7 separate regions of the Mus musculus genome follow, and regions 2, 3, 4, 5, 6 and 7 are each linked to region 1. The links are chromatin contacts, called in public Hi-C, HiChIP or PLAC-seq and promoter capture Hi-C maps. All regions are on one chromosome and are shown on one strand. The core of a region is the stretch at or near the end of the contact, and the rest is flanking DNA. Distances in the headings are between cores, read along the strand shown. Region 1 holds the start of Mcm2 (minichromosome maintenance complex component 2). Region 2 holds the start of Nfu1 (NFU1 iron-sulfur cluster scaffold). Region 3 overlaps Iqsec1 (IQ motif and Sec7 domain 1). Region 4 overlaps Iqsec1 (IQ motif and Sec7 domain 1). Region 5 overlaps Iqsec1 (IQ motif and Sec7 domain 1). Region 6 overlaps Slc41a3 (solute carrier family 41, member 3). Region 7 holds the start of Aldh1l1 (aldehyde dehydrogenase 1 family, member L1).

What was found. Promoter capture Hi-C pulls out the DNA fragments that hold promoters and counts their contacts. Hi-C and Micro-C count contacts between places; a contact is called where the count stands out from the background. HiChIP or PLAC-seq counts read pairs in DNA pulled down with a chosen protein or histone mark.
Region 2: a contact with region 1 is called in a promoter capture Hi-C map of neutrophils, with 3 times the contacts expected there. The contact joins the promoter of Nfu1 here to the promoter of Mcm2 in region 1. A contact is called at or near these places in 2 of 39 promoter capture datasets (liver and neutrophils).
Region 3: a contact with region 1 is called in a promoter capture Hi-C map of pre-B cells, with 3 times the contacts expected there. The contact joins the enhancer-like site here to the promoter of Mcm2 in region 1. A contact is called at or near these places in 10 of 39 promoter capture datasets (the 3T3-L1 cell line, cranial neural crest, embryonic stem cells and 5 more), 1 of 484 Hi-C or Micro-C datasets (CD4 T cells), 3 of 115 datasets of contacts at active chromatin or transcription factors (embryonic hindbrain, forebrain and large pre-B cells) and 3 of 9 other capture datasets (adipose tissue, embryonic stem cells and liver).
Region 4: a contact with region 1 is called in a promoter capture Hi-C map of hippocampal neurons, with 4 times the contacts expected there. The contact joins the enhancer-like site here to the promoter of Mcm2 in region 1. A contact is called at or near these places in 5 of 39 promoter capture datasets (the 3T3-L1 cell line, hippocampal neurons, liver and 2 more) and 2 of 115 datasets of contacts at active chromatin or transcription factors (embryonic forebrain and embryonic stem cells).
Region 5: a promoter capture Hi-C map of embryonic stem cells shows a contact between it and region 1, with 3 times the contacts expected there. The contact joins the enhancer-like site here to the promoter of Mcm2 in region 1. A contact is called at or near these places in 5 of 39 promoter capture datasets (the 3T3-L1 cell line, cranial neural crest, embryonic stem cells and 2 more) and 2 of 115 datasets of contacts at active chromatin or transcription factors (embryonic forebrain and pancreatic cancer cells).
Region 6: a contact with region 1 is called in a Hi-C map of the G1E-ER4 cell line, with 14 times the contacts expected there. The contact joins the enhancer-like site here to the promoter of Mcm2 in region 1. A contact is called at or near these places in 5 of 39 promoter capture datasets (cranial neural crest, embryonic stem cells, frontonasal cranial neural crest and 2 more), 1 of 484 Hi-C or Micro-C datasets (the G1E-ER4 cell line), 6 of 115 datasets of contacts at active chromatin or transcription factors (embryonic forebrain, embryonic limb bud, fetal liver and 3 more) and 1 of 9 other capture datasets (liver).
Region 7: a contact with region 1 is called in an H3K27ac HiChIP or PLAC-seq map of embryonic stem cells, with 4 times the contacts expected there. The contact joins the promoter of Aldh1l1 here to the promoter of Mcm2 in region 1. A contact is called at or near these places in 5 of 39 promoter capture datasets (the 3T3-L1 cell line, cranial neural crest, hippocampal neurons and 1 more) and 4 of 115 datasets of contacts at active chromatin or transcription factors (astrocytes, embryonic forebrain, embryonic stem cells and 1 more).

The regions. Positions count from the first base shown.
Region 1 is chr6:88,897,510-88,900,086 of GRCm38.p6, forward strand. Mcm2 (minichromosome maintenance complex component 2) reads right to left here and starts at 1,271. Exons shown (of 16, transcript NM_008564.2): 1 at 1,136-1,271; 2 at 1-7. The coding sequence starts at 1,141.
Region 2 is chr6:87,008,536-87,011,112 of GRCm38.p6, forward strand. It overlaps Nfu1 (NFU1 iron-sulfur cluster scaffold), which reads left to right and starts at 1,301. Exons shown (of 8, transcript NM_020045.3): 1 at 1,301-1,424. The coding sequence starts at 1,366.
Region 3 is chr6:90,739,630-90,742,206 of GRCm38.p6, forward strand. The region is part of intron 1 of Iqsec1 (IQ motif and Sec7 domain 1); the gene reads right to left. Among named protein-coding and RNA genes, the nearest start is that of Iqsec1, 69 kb to the right of the region's middle. Within about 2 kb of position 1,287, at least 108 of the 459 cell types and tissues checked have an H3K27ac peak or open chromatin away from gene starts, as enhancers often do. A contact at or near this core is called in pre-B cells, where this site is marked.
Region 4 is chr6:90,694,558-90,697,134 of GRCm38.p6, forward strand. It overlaps Iqsec1 (IQ motif and Sec7 domain 1), which reads right to left. Exons shown (of 14, transcript NM_001134384.1): 2 at 2-293. Among named protein-coding and RNA genes, the nearest start is that of Slc41a3, 91 kb to the left of the region's middle. Within about 2 kb of position 1,299, at least 40 of the 459 cell types and tissues checked have an H3K27ac peak or open chromatin away from gene starts, as enhancers often do.
Region 5 is chr6:90,659,778-90,662,354 of GRCm38.p6, forward strand. Iqsec1 (IQ motif and Sec7 domain 1) reads right to left here. Exons shown (of 14, transcript NM_001134384.1): 14 at 1-2,577. Among named protein-coding and RNA genes, the nearest start is that of Slc41a3, 56 kb to the left of the region's middle. Within about 2 kb of position 1,279, at least 28 of the 459 cell types and tissues checked have an H3K27ac peak or open chromatin away from gene starts, as enhancers often do. A contact at or near this core is called in embryonic stem cells, where this site is marked.
Region 6 is chr6:90,621,962-90,624,538 of GRCm38.p6, forward strand. All of the region lies in intron 2 of Slc41a3 (solute carrier family 41, member 3), which reads left to right. Among named protein-coding and RNA genes, the nearest start is that of Slc41a3, 18 kb to the left of the region's middle. Within about 2 kb of position 1,295, at least 53 of the 459 cell types and tissues checked have an H3K27ac peak or open chromatin away from gene starts, as enhancers often do. A contact at or near this core is called in the G1E-ER4 cell line and fetal liver, where this site is marked.
Region 7 is chr6:90,549,503-90,552,079 of GRCm38.p6, forward strand. It overlaps Aldh1l1 (aldehyde dehydrogenase 1 family, member L1), which reads left to right and starts at 1,291. Exons shown (of 23, transcript NM_027406.2): 1 at 1,291-1,468.

The sequences.
Region 1 (2,577 bases), core at 21-2,520:
AAGACTCCTGTAGGAGAAAAAGTCTGCCATCAGACACTGGAGGGACACAGGCTGACAGCCTCCTGGTTACCATGGGGCCTTCCCACAGTCTGTCTCCTGTACACTAGGCATTGTTCTCAGGGACATATTAGTCCCTCAGATCTGTCCATGTCTGTCTTATGAAAAACCTCGGGGGCTATGTAGTTTTTTTTAAAAACCTGTTTATAATCTATTTTCACACCCCACTTAGCCCAAACCCCACAATATGCTGGGTGCTGAAACAAGAGGTGAAGATAAAAGAGGCATCAAGGAACACTATTCTAGAAGTGAATGGTGGAAAGAACAGATCTTTAACCTTTAATGAAAACGCTAACAGTAAGAGTAGGGAAGCCGAGCCAGGCAGTGGTGGTGCACGCCTTTAATCCCAGCACTTGGGAGGCAGAGGCAGGTAGATTTCCGAGTTCGAGGCCAGCCTGGTCTACAAAGTGAGTTCCAGGATAGCCAGGGCTATACAGAGAAACCCTGTCTCGAAAAAACCAAAAAAAAAAAAAAAACCAAAAAACCAAAAAACCAAAAAACCAAAAAAAAAAAAAAAAAAAAAAACAAAACAGAGTAGGAAAGCCGGGCCTGATGTCACAGGCATGAAATCCAAAATACCTAGAGGCTGAAGCCTGATGATCGCCAAGTTCAAGGCTAACCCGCACTACAGAGCGAGTTCAACCCCAGCCTGGGTTACTTAGTGGGACCCTTTCTACTTTCTTTCTTTTTGAGGAAGGGTTTCTCTGTGCAGTTTGGCTGCCCTGGAACTCACTCTGTAAAACTCAAAGACCCGCTTGCCTGTAACCCCCTAGTGCTGGGATTAAAGGCATACGCCTCCCCGGCCCAGCTATGAGACTCTCAAGAGAGAAGGGATGCACGCAGCTACGTGGTAGCCGGCTTTCCCTACATGCGCGGGGCTCTGGGTTCCATTTCCTGCAGCCTCACCACCATAAGTGCGTGTAAACCCGGGGCCTAGAGACACATGAGGAGAGCAGAGACGACCCGTCCCAGACTGGTGCAGGTAGCCCCGCACTCAAGCCTGCCACTAGAGGAAGATACCGGCCAAGCTAGCCGAGATCGCTGAATACCGCCCGCCCGGGATCAGCCCATTCCTCACCGCCATGTCTGCGCTAGCTCCACCGCACCAGCTGCCACCGGTTTTCGCGCGAAAACTAGACCACGTGACCCGCCCATGCCCGGGAAGCGCCGGGAGGACTCAGACGTCACTACGTCCTCGTCAATCTAGAGCGGAAGGAGGGCTAGAATGTTTGGGCACGCCCACACCAGAAAGCCCCGCCCCGCTCCCCGCCCACAGCTTTCAAAAGGCTGAGCCCTCGCCTCCTGCACACCTAGGCTTAACCCTTCAGCGTTTACCACGCTAAGGCAAGGAAGCGGGACTTTGGGTCACTAGTGGCTCTGAGGACCAATCCGGCCTTCTAGAGTGTGACCTAGGTATCTAAGTGTCGGTATGGCCACTTGTTGCAACTGAGACTGTTTCCTGATTTCTTTTTTTTTTTTTTTTTTGGTTTTTCGAGGCTGGGGTTTCTCTGTGTAGCCCTAGCTGTCCTGGAACTCACTCTGTAGACCAGGCTGGCCTCGAACTCAGAAATCTGCCTGCCTCAGCCTCCCAAGTGCTGGGATTAAGGGCGTGGGCCACCACTGCCCAGCTTGTTTTCTGATTTCTTCCTGATTTGGCATCAACCTCTCCCAAAGCACTGAGGTTCAATCCTTCAAGCACCCAGGCTGCTGTGGGCTTTTATCAAAGTGGGAATCAATTGTACTTGGCTGCAGTTGGCAAAGGTATGGGGAGGATGTTCCAGGTGAAAAGGGCCTGGTGCGTGATGCAGTACAGCGAAGGCTGGGAGTATATAGGGATTACCACTCCCTTGGTTCAAAGCTTGTAATGCCCAGGAAAGGTGGGAGAGTTCAGACTGCAGATTAGCAGTCTGTCTAGGAGTTGGAGCTCTGTCCTGACATGAGGTCACCTGAGGGATCTGTTAAATCGAGGTGTAGGATGAATCAGTAGCTACCACCTGACGAGGTGGGCAGAGACAGGCTGAGTGCTTCCAGTGAGAGGCCTGCTACTGTTCCTACAGTCTTAGGCATCTGGTTCTCAGCTACTGGGCAGGATGTGACTTCTGCTGTATGCACAGCATCAATAATCCCACACAGAACCTAGTGTAGGGCAGAGAGGAAATCAGGAAGGACGCTCAGAAAGGGGGATCTGCAGGCTTTATAGTACAAGAGATACCCCAAGGTGCTAAAGGGTATCTTAGGGAGATGGGCTAGTATGACCTCTGAGACAGGAATCCACACCCTCTTGTCTGCTGGATGCCACTGTGGTACCCAGAGCTGCTATCGATGCAGGAAGGTACTGCATCTATATGCCAGAGACTCAAAAATAAATAAATAAAAAATAGAAAGCATATTATGCCACCATAATAGGATATGTTCTTTGAAAAGCTGACTGTGTCCACCATAAGCCCCTAGGCCCCTACAAGTTCCAATGATATGACAAGCACCCAATTCTTAAAAAAAAAAAAAACAAAAAACAACTTA
Region 2 (2,577 bases), core at 51-2,550, 1.9 Mb before region 1:
GGTCGGCCCACTCGTTCCGGTCAACTCTGCTCACTCAGTCCCTGCTTGCTCCGACCCAAACGTTTACTTATTATTCTACATAAGTACAGTGTAGCTGACTTCAGATGCACCAGAAGAGGGCTTCAGATCTCATTACAGGTGGTTGTGAGCCACCACGTGGTTGCTGGGAATTGAACTCAGGACCTTGGGAAGAGCAGTCAGTGCGCTTACCCATGGAGCCATCTCGCCGTGGAGGACAAACTATTCCTAAGTGTAGGCCACGTGTCCAGCTGTAGAATGGTCAACAAAGAACCAGCTCACTGGCATCTTTGAAGGTCCCTGGTCACATAATGTTAAGCTAGGACTTTGGGTTTGTATATTTATTTAATTACACATTTTTGTTTACATTACATTGTTTTTGTTTTTTATTTTATGTATACATATATTTTACAATTTTTCTCTCTTTCCCTTTCTTCATCCCTCCCTCCCCGCTTTGCCCTGTAGGTCCCTTTTCATATATATTATGGCTTCCAGTGTTGTCGATAGCCCTGGGGCTAATTATATTTTATGTTAATTCCGTTTTCCTGTGTGTGGTTTTGAACAAGGAATGAGTCAGCGCTCAGGTGATTTCCTGTAAACCTGCTTCCCACCTTAATTTGTAAAATAAAGGAGAGCTGATGATTGGGCAGATAAAAGGGAAGGTGGAATGGAAGGTGGAGAAAGAAGAAGGAGAAAATGGATGAAGGAGAGGACGCGGAGGAGGAGGAGGAAGAAGAAAAGCGGAGCAGAAGCACATGGCCTGGAGAAACTGCAAGCTCTAAGGGGTCTCATAGATGTGGAAGATGGTCGTGTAGCGGTAGATCTGTCCAAACTAGGTGCACATATGTATTCATATTAACTGTGTTGTGTTTTCATTGCTGAGGCATATTTGGATTGGAGATTTACCGCAACATTCCAGCTTTGTATTTTCACGGGACTCTTGCATATGTGAACAAGTGTGTCTCTGCACTTATATGCATTTCTTGAACTCTTTTCCTTGTTTGTTTTGTCCTATTCTGATGTGTTAGGTTTTGTTATATCATATATCATATATTCCCTTAGAAGCCTGTTTGTTTTCTAATGAGCGACAGAAAGGGGGTGAATTCGGAGGGGAAGTGTGGGGAAATTGGAGGAAATAGAGGGAAGGGAAACTGTAATCTGGATATATTATGTGAGGGAAAAAAATCTACTTTCAGTAAAAGGAGGGCGGAAAGGCCACCTGCAGCACCGCCCTCAACTTGTAAGGAACCGGCGTCCCCGGACCGCCCTCTCTGCAGGGCCTGAGTCTGCGTAGGACTTGGAGACAAGAAGGAGGCGGGTCCGCGCAAGCGCACTGGCACTGAAGTGATGGCGGCGGCCGAGCGGGCATGGGGAGCAGCGGTCGGTGTAGTCCGGCTGTGCAGGCGGTAGGTGTTGGCTCCCTGGCTAGCAGATCCCTGTCGCTGCCTTCTCACAGGCAGGAGCTGGCGTCTGAGGGACCCTTGTCCTGGCTCCAGAGCCCGAGGCCAGCCACCTTCCACGGATGTCCCTTGTAAATCCCACGGGAATGTGGCTCCGAAGGGAAGAGCGGTCCCGGGGTTGTGTCGTGTCCTGTCGTTCCCTTTCCAGGGAGATCACGGCTCGGAGAGAAGTGAGTGACTCGAGGAAGTCCACCGCCCAGGCTTGTGCGAGTGCGTCCTGTTCCTCTTCTAGAGCCACTCCCTCAGATATCTGTCAGACCCGAGTGTGACAACTATAGAAAGGGGCCTGACAGAATGCTGATGCCAACTTGAAGTTTCAAATGCATTTCATCAGGCTAGCATAGAATCCCTCATCATCTGTCATCCCAATACTTGAAAGGTGAAGGCAGGAAGACCAGGAGTTCAAGGCCAGGTTAGACTATTTATGAGACACCCTCCACCACCCCACCACCCCCGTTTTAAAACTCCTAAATGTATCTCATAAAAATAGCAGATTAACAGAAGGATTTTGTGGGTTACCCCCTGCCCACCTGTTTTCGATGACTCCCCTTCAGTTACTTTACTCAAGATCGGTTAGACTTCAAAACTTCCTGCCAGAGTATACTTCTGGTTTATCCACGCTTGCTGCTTTTTCCCAGGGTTGAAGGAATATTAGGGTGTTTCCAAATCCTGGAGTATCCACTCCATTCACTTAAAGAATAGTTACTAGTTACCACGTAGTGATAACAGCTACCATTTACTGAACGCTCACTGTGTGGCCTGGTGTGGCCCTTATTGCTAGGTGTTCCTTAGGGAGAGTGATCTACAATGCTCTGCACGCCTTTTGTTTCAAATGAGTGCGTCTAATAAGGATGCAGCACATAGTCCTAGCATAAGAGAGCAAGCAGCCAGAGGGCACAGCACCAAAGCAGGTACACCATCCAGCAGATCAGGCCGGGGGAAACCCCAGGATCCAAGACACTTACTGGGGACTCTGGTTGCCAAGGGTCTTCTCCTGGGTATGACATTTAATTAGCTATTTCTGTCATCGGCATTTTTTTTTTTTTCGATTCTCGAGACAGGGTTTCTCTGTGTAGCCCTGACTGTCCTGGAACTCACT
Region 3 (2,577 bases), core at 37-2,536, 1.8 Mb after region 1:
CCACGGACTGAAATCTCTACAACTATAAGCCAAAACAAGATAGTGGTTACAGTACTGGAGGGCTGGCCTGTGTGCTAATATTAAGTATTTGTACCTTTGGAGGTAAGGGGGGCGGGCACCGAAGATCTGCTGGTCCCTGAATATACTACCTCTGACAAGGATGAGCCAGGGAAGGCACAGAAACACCCTGGAAAGGGCAAGGAGAGCTGGGAACAGAAAAGAGGAAGACTGGCCTTCCACTGAAACATTCTACTTACACCTGTGTGTGTGTGTGTATGTATATATGTATGTACACACATATATGTATAAGTATATATCTCACTATATATCTGCATTACTGTTTTGTTTTGCTTGTTATCCTCTGTGTAGCCCTGGCTGTTCTCAAACTCAGAGATCTGCCTGCCTATGCCTCCCAAGTACTGGGATTAAAGGCATGCACTACTACACCTGACTTGGATATATTCCTGCTGTTTGTTTGTTTGTTTGTTTGTTTGTTTTTAATCTGTTTGCAAATGATAAAATTCTGGGGCTGGAAAGACAACTCAGTGCTCTTGAAGAGGATATGGGGTCAATTCATAGCACCCACATAGGGGCTCACAACCGTCCTAACTCCAGTCCAAGAAGATCCATGAGTGCCAGGCATACACACAGTGCACATATATACATGTAAGCAAACACTGATACACATAAAATCAATGTAAAAATTTACAAGGAAAATAGCAATTTCTGATGTTGGGAGGTACGGTGCCTAGGCCTGCTGTGACACAGGCTTAGGATGACTGCCTGTGACCTCAGTATGGAGGGTGCCCCTTCTGAACCCTATAGTTTCCTCTACCAAGTGAGCAGGAAGCATAAGACAAATGCCCACCTCACATTGCCAGTCAGAACCTTCTCAGCAGAGGAGCTAACTGGGTGTTGAAAGAGCCCCTGAGGAGATGAGAACAGCAGAGCTAAGGGTCAAGGGACCCAAGTGATTTTTGAGATCCCCCCAGCTCCCTCAGGGACACTCCTATCTGTTTTTCCCATGTCCATATCCTGCCTGGAAATACTTATTTCATGTTTCCTGTCTGGGGTTACCCTGGCAACAGCTCTGTCATCTGTCTGGGTTGGAGGTCAGTCCTGTGGCATGGGACAGATGACCAATCTGTAGATACCATGTGGGTCTGAGATGATTGGGGCAGAGCCTCATGTTGGGCAATCAAACCTACTCACCCAGAGAATGACCTAGCCTGGATCCTCTCTTGCTCTGCTCCTTCTATGTACAGAGGAAGTAGGGGAACGGATGAGAGAAAAACCGCAAGAAACAAAATAGTGTAACTCACAACAGTGCAGATGCTAGCAGCACAGGAAGTGTGTGTAGCAGAAGCCATCCCATCCCTCATCTCCCGCCCCCTCCCTCTCACCTTTCCATCATCAGCAAGCATGTCTGTGCCTTCTTCCTGTAGTTAAAACAAGGCACTCTGCAACCAGTCATGGCCTGTACTTTCCAGCCCCAGTCTACCCTTTTAGCTCCTTCTTCTAGCCAGTATTGTCCCGTATGTAGAGCAATTTTCAAAAATCGACTCTATCCTATCCCACTCCTGCTCAGAACTCCTCTATAGCTCCCTGTGCTCTTGAGATAAAGAGGTTCCTCACCCAGCCCCATCTCCAGCAGCTTTTCGACAGTCAGGCTAAACTTAATGGCTTTGAGCACACACTGCTATGCCATGCCACCATGTGTTTGACCTTTGTAGTCTTCTGCTTTATTCCATATGCAAAGAAGTCTTCAGATCAACAATAGAAACTACGATTCAAAAAGTTTTCAAGTCCAGTTCACATAAGTAGCTCAGAGAACAAAAATGCAAATAACCTATAAACATACAACCACACATACAACTTCACCAATAAAGGCAGAGACTGCACAATGGTGACATACTGTTAGCTTCTGGAACATGCACACAACTTCCTAAATGTTTGTTAGCTGTGTCCAAACCCATTAGATCCATTTCCAAAGGTATCATCTCCTCTACACATCATTTTCTGGGCCCCTACTGTGCCCAGTACTTCTAGGACACAGATTTGGGCAGAAGGTCTGCAGATGATAGCTACCAATAACAGGAGCTAGGCAGCCACACTGACTAGCTGAGGGTCTGCACATATGATAAAGGGCTCTGGGGCTAGGAAAGCACCCTATTCATCCTGCACAAACCCTGCAAACCTAGCCTTAGAGAGGGCAGCAGTGAAGTTGGGGCAAGGGTGCAGGGCTTGCGGCTGCAGCAGGAGTCAGGCCAAGGGGCTGCTATGCTGGGGAGAGGAGGCGCTGCTGAGGTAGGGCGAGAAGCAGCACCTGGATGGAGGGCAAGGGGGCAGACATGGCCATGTGCTTGCAGCACGCAGGACTTTCTGTTACTTGGTACCTACACGCTGTCCTCACAGAGCTCCTAGATGGTGTCCCCACATACACCCACAGAGGACAGTAGCAGGTCAGGGGCTTTCCTAACTAGGTTCTTTTTTTTTAAATCACTCTTTGGCCTCTCTGTTAATTTGGAGCACAGTGCATACCATGGTGTGGGACACTTCCCTTCCCTAGTCTGAACC
Region 4 (2,577 bases), core at 49-2,548, 1.8 Mb after region 1:
CCTGCTTGTCTTGCAGATCTGAAGAGAGCTCATAGCTCTCAGAGAGTGACCGAGAGCGCTTGATGGCCTCCTCCTCAGCCTGCTTGCGCAGGACTGAGGTCGAGTGCTGCAGCCGGGGCCTCCGTGTGCGCTGTTGTGGTCCTGGCCCTGCGTACAGCCCATAGGCGCCCACTGATGTGTGCTCGTAGTGGTCTGGACTCAGGCTGGAACCAGGTACCAGGGGACCCTGATGGTAGGCTGAGGGGCTGTCCAGCGATGTGCCAGTCTCGCTGCTGGGGGCCTCGCCCTCAACACTGCAGAGGAGAGAAAGAAGGGGCACATGCTGAATAGGAACGCAGAACCTGGGGAGCAGGTGAGGAAGAGCGCCCCCAACCCCAGGTAGCCAGGGCTCCACAGAGCCCTTTGTTCTCCATCTTCCTGGAGCTTCTGAACAAATTGCCTGTTCTAACATCTGGTATACTGTACTGTAGGCGCTGGCTTCCCAACCAAAAATATCAGCCCTCCAAAGGCAAGAGGTTTTGATCCACTGTGCTAATGGCCCTCAGCACTTAGAACAGAGCCTGGCCAGTGCTATGTGCTCAGTATGTTTTGAATAAACAAGAACATCACCTCTCCTGCCACTTGAATTAAATGTAGGACTGGTTTTGTACACCCATATTCCCATAACTACATTTAAACATAGGATCTTTTAAAATTATTTTTTCTTTATAAGTGTTTTGTCTGCATGAATGTATTTGTCTGTGCCTGCTTATCTCCCAGAACCCTACCATGTGTGTGCTGGGAACTGAACCCAGGTCCTCTGCAAGAGTGAATGCTCTTCACAGCTGAAACATCTCTCTAGCACCCTGGAGATAGTGTCATAGAAATGAAAGACATTAGGGTGGACTGAACTGGTATCCTAAGAAGGTGAATGCAGGATATAGCATGTACAGGGGAAGACAGTGAGGTCATGAGGAGAAGGTGGCACACTAAGGAGAAAGGCTCAGAAGACAGTCAGGCCACACCTCCATTGCAGACTGGCAGCCTCGAGAGCCTGCAGATAATGAAGGCCTGCGAGTGAAGTCCACCTCTGGCATTTGTCATGGCAAGCTTGGAAGCAAACATGATGTAATAAAAATATTTTAAGTTTTAAAACTCCCTAAAAGAGGAATTGTGACTCCCTGTACAGGTGATGAAACTGAGATTCCCCATAAACACTGTCCCAGGTACCACTGGTAGAAAATGGTGTCCCTTCACCTCACTGCCTATAGTCCCACAGAGCATCTTCATGCCAAGCAGGAGCAAGGCCAACTAATGGGGACAGAGGGACTGGCTGCTGACTCATCCTAGCTCTGGGCCTGGAACATTCTATTCTGCACAGATACTGTTTTTTCTCTGCAGTTGCTTTTCAGTGTGGGATGGGGAGAAAAAGGAGACACTGATTTGAAGAGTTTCTAACACAAGCCCTCATCCTTTGCCAAGCTTCCTGGCCCTGTGAGACCAGACACCCGGGTGCTGGCAGGACTCTAAAAGCCCTGTAGTCCCTGGGGCAGGGTGGAGGGTCTCTAGAATGGGCACAGAGAGAAAAGAGAAGGGCCCCACCCAGGCTTCAGTCCTTCCCAATGTCTGCTTTTCAGACAAATAAGGAATGTCTCTGCACTAAGCAGCCTGGCAGAAAGGCTGCCCCTGCCCAGTTCTGCTAGAATCCTGTTGTTTGTACTCCAGAGGGTCCATCCCAGGGTGGGGCCTGTGGGAAGGAGCCTGAAGCAGGGAGGACCAAAGCACTCTGCACCAGGGACAGCAGCAAATCTCAGCACCTGCTTTCTGGTCCATAGCTAAGAAACTGGGCTTCTGAGCCAGCAACTGCCTCTGCCTTCAGGGACAGGCAGTTGAACCTCCTAACATGCCCCTGTGGATAAAGTATGACAGCCATTCTTTGAGGAAGACCTGGATCAGGAGTTGGGAGACATGCTTTACCTGGCTCTGCCTATAGGTTTTCTTTGAGTAGTATTAGCAGCTTAGTCTAAGAAACACCACCCTTTAGGCTCTCTGGCTTCCACTGAGCCACTGGGATCTATGTGTGTGTAGGGGAGAGTCGGGGTGGGCAGAGAATGTTAATCTGAAAATTCCCTTACAGTTTACTGAAGCCTGGGCTAGCATTTTTCATTAAATGCTCAGAATTTCAACCAACTGTCATGAGGAGAGAGTAAGTCCCATTAGAAATTGGGCCATCAAAGGGTACAGAACAGCAGCTTCCACTGGGAAAGCCCGCCCTGTCTCTCTGACACCAAAGCTGGGCCCCACTTCACTCAGGTAGGTCAGCATACACAGGGATGTGTGCCCCTAAAATCAATGCATGTTCTGGTCAGGGGCTAGACCTGTGTGTTCTGAACTGGAAGAAATAAAGCCTGTGTCTTTTGTACGGGGTTTCGAACCAGTTGAGCACTGAACCAGAAGTAGACAGGCAGTCACCACCATTCCTGGAGAAGAGCCTAAAGCCCTTGGTGGTCATCAGGCTACACCAGAGCCACAGGGGGATAGGTCAGAGAGGCATGGCTAGGCCTGGCTCATGATGCTGTCCTTGACCCTCAAGCCCAG
Region 5 (2,577 bases), core at 29-2,528, 1.8 Mb after region 1:
AGGCCCTAAGTGTATCCTGACAGTGGTAAATAGAAGTGTAGACACTCAGTGCCTCAATGCCATAGCTGAATAACAGGCAACAAGGGACATCAGTAAAAAAAAAAAAAAAAAAAAAAAAAAAGCCTATGCTTTCCAAGCTAGTTCTGCTGTGTGACTTGCAGGCCCAGGCACATCCTATGAAGACAGGTCCCTGTCTGTAAAACAACACAGGATCACAAGCTCTCATTATCCTGATCCGATAACATATTGAATTAGGAACTCAGAGAAAGACTGAGTATGCTTAGAAGCCTGGTCCCTAGAACTCACCCACTATCCTCGGCTTGTCTCTAGGACACATGAAAGATAACATGGGAGGAGCCCAGAGCCCTGGCTAGCCAGGAGAATACAGGACACTGTGGAGAGAGGGAGGCCCCACTCCACCCTACCAGATAAACTGGGCCTTCCTTTGAGTTTGTTCCTAAGTGTCCCTTTAAAAAGAGTGAGAGTGTACCTAACAGCCATGTCTTTTTCAGAACAATCTCAAGTTCATGGTTGACTTACCACTAGCTCAGAGAGAGTGAAAAAAAAAAAAGCCGGCATATTTAATGTTACCACTCCAACTATTTGCCAACAGTAACACTGGTGTATTTTGTAAATGTACAATACAGAGAGCACAGCCCCACACGACTGGTGCCAGGTCACATGCAGCACAGTCCCCCTTCCTTGTCAGACAGTGTTCTTTAACTGAGGACAGACAGTACGTGGAGCATAAGCAAGGAACTCGGGGCACTGTGAAGCGGGCAGCTCCTCGCCAGCTGGCCCCAGTCAGATACACTATGGTGATCAGTTCTCTTTCTGCGTAGATGACAAGAGAAAGATGAGCCATGCTGACAGAGGATGGGGCGGGCGGGTCCAGCCACCGTGAGACAGAAGGCTGACCTCCATGTTGCAGGATTTGCTCTCTGCACAGATACAAAGTGCTCAGTTTGCAGATCTGCTGGTACGTGACCTCGACGATGGTGACACGAAGGGGAGGGAAATGGGTGACCCAAGCAGGCCAGCAGAGTGGTGATGGGCCAGAAGGCTCCTGATCTCTCTTGTGGTTGGGCAGGCCCCGGTGGCTCACAAGGTCCTAGACGCAGCCCACGGTCAGGCGGCAACTCCTTCCAATCTGAAAGGGCCTCCGCGCAGGCAGAGGCCACAGGCAGTCCTCGGGTCCTAGGCTTAGGAGCACAGCACTGGAGGCTGTGGTGGCTGGAAGGGCTGAAACTGTAAAGTACAGCCCGTGGGTGACTCAGGCACAGGAACATGGGCAGCACGTGGCCCCAGGGGAGTGCATGGTGTCACACATGGAAGCGACAAGAACACAGCTGGGGCATGTGAGGCCTGGCAGCTCACTGGACCATGAGAGGCAGTGGGGGCTTCACCTGGCCAGGGCCAAGCACTCATTGGCCAGGTGCAATGATGACACAGGGGTCACGAGCACATGGCTGCATGGAATTACAGTGATTGCTGTTGCCACTCAGAACACAACACGGGACACACACACCGCCCTGGGCCGCCCAGCGCTCACGCCACCCGCCTGCTGGGGCTGGGAACTGGATGAGGAAGTTATGGAAGATGAGTGGTCGTTGTGTTGGGGTGGAACCCCTCTGCCACGTGGGCCCTGGGAGGACTGTGGGGGAGGGGGAGCGTGGCTCACCATGTACAGAGGGAAGGAATGTAGAGCGTGGGAGATCAAAGTTATGGCAGCCAGTATAAAGTGTCTAGGGATCTGTGGGGCTGAGGTCCTGAGACAGCCAGCTCTAGACTGGTTGCCCCAAGTACTAGGGTAGAGTTGACTGCACTTTGCCTAGTTGCTTACTGGAGATAACAGCAGTTATAATACTGGTTACTTAGAATAGTACTCTGTTAATAAAATAGGGGGCTATACAGAGCAGAGTGGGGTATTAGACAGTCAGGTGCTGTGTTACTTGGCACAGTGAGTCATGAGCGTGTAAGGTTTCAGCCAGGCTAGAGAGTCTCTTTGTATGAAAATATGGAAGGATCTGGGTTTGTTCTAGCAGGGTTTTTTGGTCTACTCACACATGTATCTAGATTGACTTCCTGCCACCTAAGTGGCAGTCCTTAGGAGGTCCCTAGTGCTAGCTTTGTGGATGAAATGCTTATCTTTCACACACAAACACTACCTATACAGTATGTATATATATATATTTATATATTTATATATTTATATTATATAAAGTTTACTTACGTATTTCATCACCCTTATCAGGTCTACTTATTATTATATTATTATTTTGCCCACTGCCAATAACAAAACAATAACACAGCCAGTCTGGGGGTTGGTTCTGCTTTGTCTGACTTTTCTATCTTATGTTTTCTTTGCTAGGATGAGTTTTCAGATGTGTGTAGAGTGAGGGGCTGAGGGCTGACAGGGTGAGAGGCAGTTCCACTTCTCCTTGGTCAGCGCCATGTCAAGGCCAGTGGTGGCTGAGGTCCAGCCTTGGGCCAAGGGAGGACTGGGTGCCAGGGCTAAGCCAGAGAGGGAGCTCTGCTCCATGGAAGGCAAGCCCACAGGCCCACCCAGGCTATGAG
Region 6 (2,577 bases), core at 45-2,544, 1.7 Mb after region 1:
GTCAGACCAAAGTGACATCAAGGACACACAAAAGAAACCTGGAGAAAGAGCCATTCTGGATCTGGGTGGTCAGGACATCAGCAGGGGTCAGGCCTCCTTTGTCATCTGCCTCAGTCTGCCAGGGCTGCTGTAGAGCACCTGAAGCCAGACAGTGTATCCCACAGAAGTTGACATTATCTCTAGGGGTTAGAAGTCTGAGATGCCAGGTGTTGGCAGTGTCGACATCCTAAGCCAGTAATGCCATTTCCCCCCTCCCCCCTGCTCCCCACATGGTCACCTCTCTTTGCATATCTGTGCTTGTGAGATACCCTACCAGTCTTGTAGGATTGGGAATCAGGGATCATCCTCCTATGACTCCCTTAGCTCAGCCCCTCTTTGAGGACCGTGTCTCTAAACACTGTGTCTTTACAGCTGCAGTCCCGTCAATTTGGGGGGACACACTTTAGCTAGTCTCTGTTGACCTTGTCTCAGTTCATCTTCTTCTCACCTGACACGCTCGGTCAATGGCTTAACTCTCATGGCCAGGGCTGTGGATGCAGTCCCAGGATAGAGCACTACCCTAGCTCAGGCAAGGCACCGGGGTCCATCCCCAGCACCGTCAGTCAGTTTCATGGCCAGAACTGGCTCAGCCCTAACCCAAGGTGGCATCAGCAGCAAGGGTCTGGGACCATGGAGTCAAGTCTCCCTTCCTCCCTCCTGAGGCATGCAACTGTGGGGAAGGTGGGCTGGGTGCTGGAAGTAACTCAAGCCTTGAAAGAGAGATGTGTAAATAGAAGGGAGAATTGGAAGTGTGACTGGGTCAGGAGAAGAAAGGGGTTGGGGACCATGGCGGAGTCATTAGGGAGACCAGCAGGGAGCTAGAGCAGGGGGCTAGGACAGAGAACAAGTTCAGAGGCTGGCCACCTCAAGCTGTTCTCCAGGGGCGAGGGCAGCAGAGAGTGATCCAAGAGCCCATTCACACACAGCAGGTCCTGAGGAAGAGAATGCTGTTGCCATGGCCAGCACAGCACTGAGCTGTGACTGGAGGAGGAGAACGGAAACTTGGTCAGGAGTTCCTGGCGCTGAGAGAGAGGAGAGTTGAAGGAAGAGACACAGAGTTTGTTCTGATGTGGGGCTATTAGATGTGTGGCCTTGTGTGTGGCCGGGAGAATGTGCACCAGGCTGTGGGGGAGGCAGAGGGTGGTGGGTGAGGGCTGGGGCAGAGGACATGCTAGGAAAGGACAGGGTGTGCCAGACAGCCCTGGTCAGGAGTAGGAGAGTGTGTGTGATGGTGGTGTGGGTGGTGTGTGCCCGAGGGGTGCGCGGGGCTGATAGGCAGCTACACACAGACCTGAGGCCCCTGCTGCAGAGAATGGGGCGGCAGTAGCTGGATTGATAAGGAAGGGCCCCTGCAGGTGGGCCTCTGCTTCCAACCGAGTTCTTCATCTGAGAGCAGGAAATCGCATGCATTTCTTAAAGGGCTAATGTCTATATTATGAAAGATCCAAGCAAAGGGATAAATGTGGGCAAACGCAAAGAGATCATTTTAGAGAGGGAATCAACATTATGAACAGGGTAAAATGTTCAGACTCGGTGCTAAAAAAGCAATGCACGTTAAGACTACATTTTGTTCCTACCCAGTGGGTAAATATATAAGATAAGACTTTTATAGAGCCTCTGACTAGTCCTTCTCTGTCATGCCTCCAAGGCACTGCTGCCTGGGGGTGACTCCTGCTTTCCCCAGAGGTGACATGTGTTTGTGTCTCTAGCTACTCTTTCCTGGGGAGATTGGGGACCGAGCCCAGGACCCCCTTCAGAAAAGAAGGAATTTGTCTTTAGGCCTAGAACCTAGAATCCCACAACCTTAAGGTCTTAATCCGTAGCCAGGCAGTGGTGGCACACGCCTTTAATCCTAGCACTTGGGAGGCAGAGGCAGGCGGATTTCTGAGTTCAAGGCCAGCCTGGTCTACAGAATGAGTTCCAGGACAGCCAGGGCTACACAGAGAAACCCTATCTCAAAAAACCAAAAGGGAAAAAAAAAAAGAAGATCTTAATCCGTTGAGGCCCTACTTAAATCAGATCTGGGGGTGTTTATCAGGCAGTGGGGGGAGGAAGTGGGGAGGGTCCATCACACGAACACCTCCTCTCTTTCCCATATTTCTCAACACATCCTAGCTACTCTGCCTTTTCCGGTGTTATTGTTTGTGTGTTAGATGCGGGGTCTCCATCAAATGGACTTTCCTGTTCTGGAAAGCCCAGGGTCCAGCAGGGTTCCGGGTGGAGCCTGGGATACCCTTGTCAAAGTGCCCCTACCAGTTAGTTTAGCAGAGTTTCTCCAGGCCTCCCAAATTAGGAGAAATAACTGAATTGGTGACTTGATCCAATGTCTACAAAGCTGTTGCTGCACACTGGCACATTTTCAGGCGGCGCTGGGCCAGACTACTGGCCTCCAGTCTAGCCCTGCCTTTTTCCTGGCCTCTGAGGATAGGAGGCAGGAGGGGGCCCACTGGAGGCCTCAGCTGCTGATTCGGTTAATGATATTTAAAGTGTCCTGTTTACTTAAAACACTTTAAGTTTTTCACTTTAAACGATTTAGGC
Region 7 (2,577 bases), core at 41-2,540, 1.7 Mb after region 1:
ATCTCAGAGAGCTTACAGTCTGGTAGGAGAGCAGATGCACAGAGGACAGGGGCACTGAGGGCATGGTTAGTTCTCTATTGGCAGTAACTGAGAGTGGAGGGGCACAGAAGAGCCCAAGAGGCTCCTTAGGTTGTGTGGAGGGTACAATATGTTTGGGCTGAGCAACCCAGAGCCAGACTTTGTCTGGCTGGTAAGAGACAGAGGTGCCTGCTATCACAATCCAAGGGTCTGCTTGAGGCAGAGCCAGTGCAAAGGATGTGGTTAGAGCCAGCCTGGTGTACTGAAGAGGGGCGAAGAGCTTGAGTAAGGAGTCTCAGCGGTGGTTTGAGAGGCAGGGTGGTTAATGGAGTAGCTGCAGGGGAGAATCCTTGGGAGGGAGCCTGCAGGACAGAGCTTTGGTCAGGAAGTGATGGGCATGTCACTGGACCCTGTATTGTCTCTGACTTTTCTCAAGTAGGACAATGACTCTGCCCAGGGAGGGGGTCTGTGACAAGGTGGAAGGGCCAGAGGAGAACTTCTGAGAAGAAAACCAGAGGCCGTGAAGAGGTGGGAAGGGCATGGGATTCAGAACCTCAGGCCCACCAGGACACAACCCCAGGTCCACAGCAGATGGGTGACCTTGCATGTCTCAGTCACCAGCATTGTGCTCCTTGCTTATCACGCTTGGGTGAAGGAAATGACCCAAATAGCATAAAGCCTGAAGGCCGGGACTAGGCCAGCTAGGGCTTGCCCTTCCCTTCCCAGCTGCACTTTCCATAGGTCCCACCTTCAGCAGATTAGACCCGCCTCCTGCTTCCTGCCTCCTTGCCTCCTCACTCATGGGTCTATGCCCACCTCCAGTCTCGGGACTGAGGCTCACTGAAGTCCCATCGAGGTCTGGTCTGGTGAATCAGCGGCTGGCTCTGGGCCCTGGGCGACCAGTTAGGTTCCGGGCATGCTAGGCAATGAACTCTACCCGGAATTGGGGGTGCGGGGAGGCGGGGAGGTCTCCAACCCAGCCTTTTGAGGACGTGCCTGTCGCTGCACGGTGCTTTTTATAGACGATGGTGGCCCATTTTGCAGAAGGGAAAGCCGGAGCCCTCTGGGGAGCAAGGTCCCCGCAAATGGACGGATGACCTGAGCTTGGTTCTGCCAGTCCACTTCCCAAATCCCTCACCCCATTCTAGGGACTAGGGAAAGATCTCCTGATTGGTCATATCTGGGGGCCTGGCCGGAGGGCCTCCTATGATTGGAGAGATCTAGGCTGGGCGGGCCCTAGAGCCCGCCTCTTCTCTGCCTGGAGGAGGAGCACTGACCCTAACCCTCTCTGCACAAGACCCGAGCTTGTGCGCCCTTCTGGGAGCTTGCTGCCCCTGTGCTGACTGCTGACAGCTGACTGACGCTCGCAGCTAGCAGGTACTTCTGGGTTGCTAGCCCAGAGCCCTGGGCCGGTGACCCTGTTTTCCCTACTTCCCGTCTTTGACCTTGGGTAAGTTTCTTTTTCTTTTGTTTTTGAGAGAGGCACCCAGATCCTCTCCACTACAGGCAGCCGCTGAACCTTGGATCCTCAGCTCCTGCCCTGGGAACTACAGTTCCTGCCCTTTTTTTCCCACCTTGAGGGAGGTTTTCCCTGAGTAGCTTCGACTATCCTGGAACAAGCTTTGTAGACCAGCCTGGGTCTCCGGAGAGTTGGGATTAAAGGCGTGCACCACCACCCCAGGCTCATGTCCTAGGAGTTTTCTTGAGCACAGCTGAATCTTGGCTTCTGGTCTGTAAAATGTGGAGGTGTGGTGTCTTAACAGTACACCTCTCCTGAGGTTCCTGGAGAATTCTGGTCCTAGGCAGCTGGTGGTGAGTGTTGGCACTGTCCTCTGTCCATATAAGTTCTCTGTGCCCAGGAGACAGCAGGGACATATTTTACAGAGGCATTTGAGACACAGGGAAGGTGAAGTTCACTAAGGCCTTGCAGGCTTGAGAGCTGGGTTGCTCTATTGTTCCCTGTAGCCACACCCAGGATCATGGAAGTGTCTGATCTTGACTCCCTGAGGGACTTATCCACCCCCCACCTGGAGCCAGGGCAAAGAGGCTATCATAGGAGAGGGTCAGCCTTGAGCAGTTATAGGAGGGGGTTCCTTGCAGAATGTCTGGCCATGGGGTGAACTCTGACTACCACTAGGTCTGCTCCCAGCATGGGACTGCAGCAGGCTATAGAGGGAGGGCTCCTGCCACTGTTCTGCTGTCCTGACCCAGGGGCTAGAAGAAGGGACCTGCGGAACAGGAGCCCTCTGAGTCCCTGAAGGCCCAAGGCTTCAGCAGCCCCTGGGGGTGTCCCATGACAAGAAGACAGGGGTGGGAGTCTGCACCCTATAGCCTGGGGCTCAGTAGACCCTCCAGACCCTCATTTGCTATCTGTGTGGCCAAAGGCCAGCTTTATGTGACAGTCCTCACTCCATGTTCCTTCTTGTCCCTGAGCTGTGATAACGGCTGATCTGCAGCCATCCTGACTGAAGCCAGAAGTGGGGTTTTTGTTGTTTTGTTTGCTTGTGTTTTTCTCCCTTACTCTTTCTATAAATAACAGATGTTCAGAGGGAAGGGAGG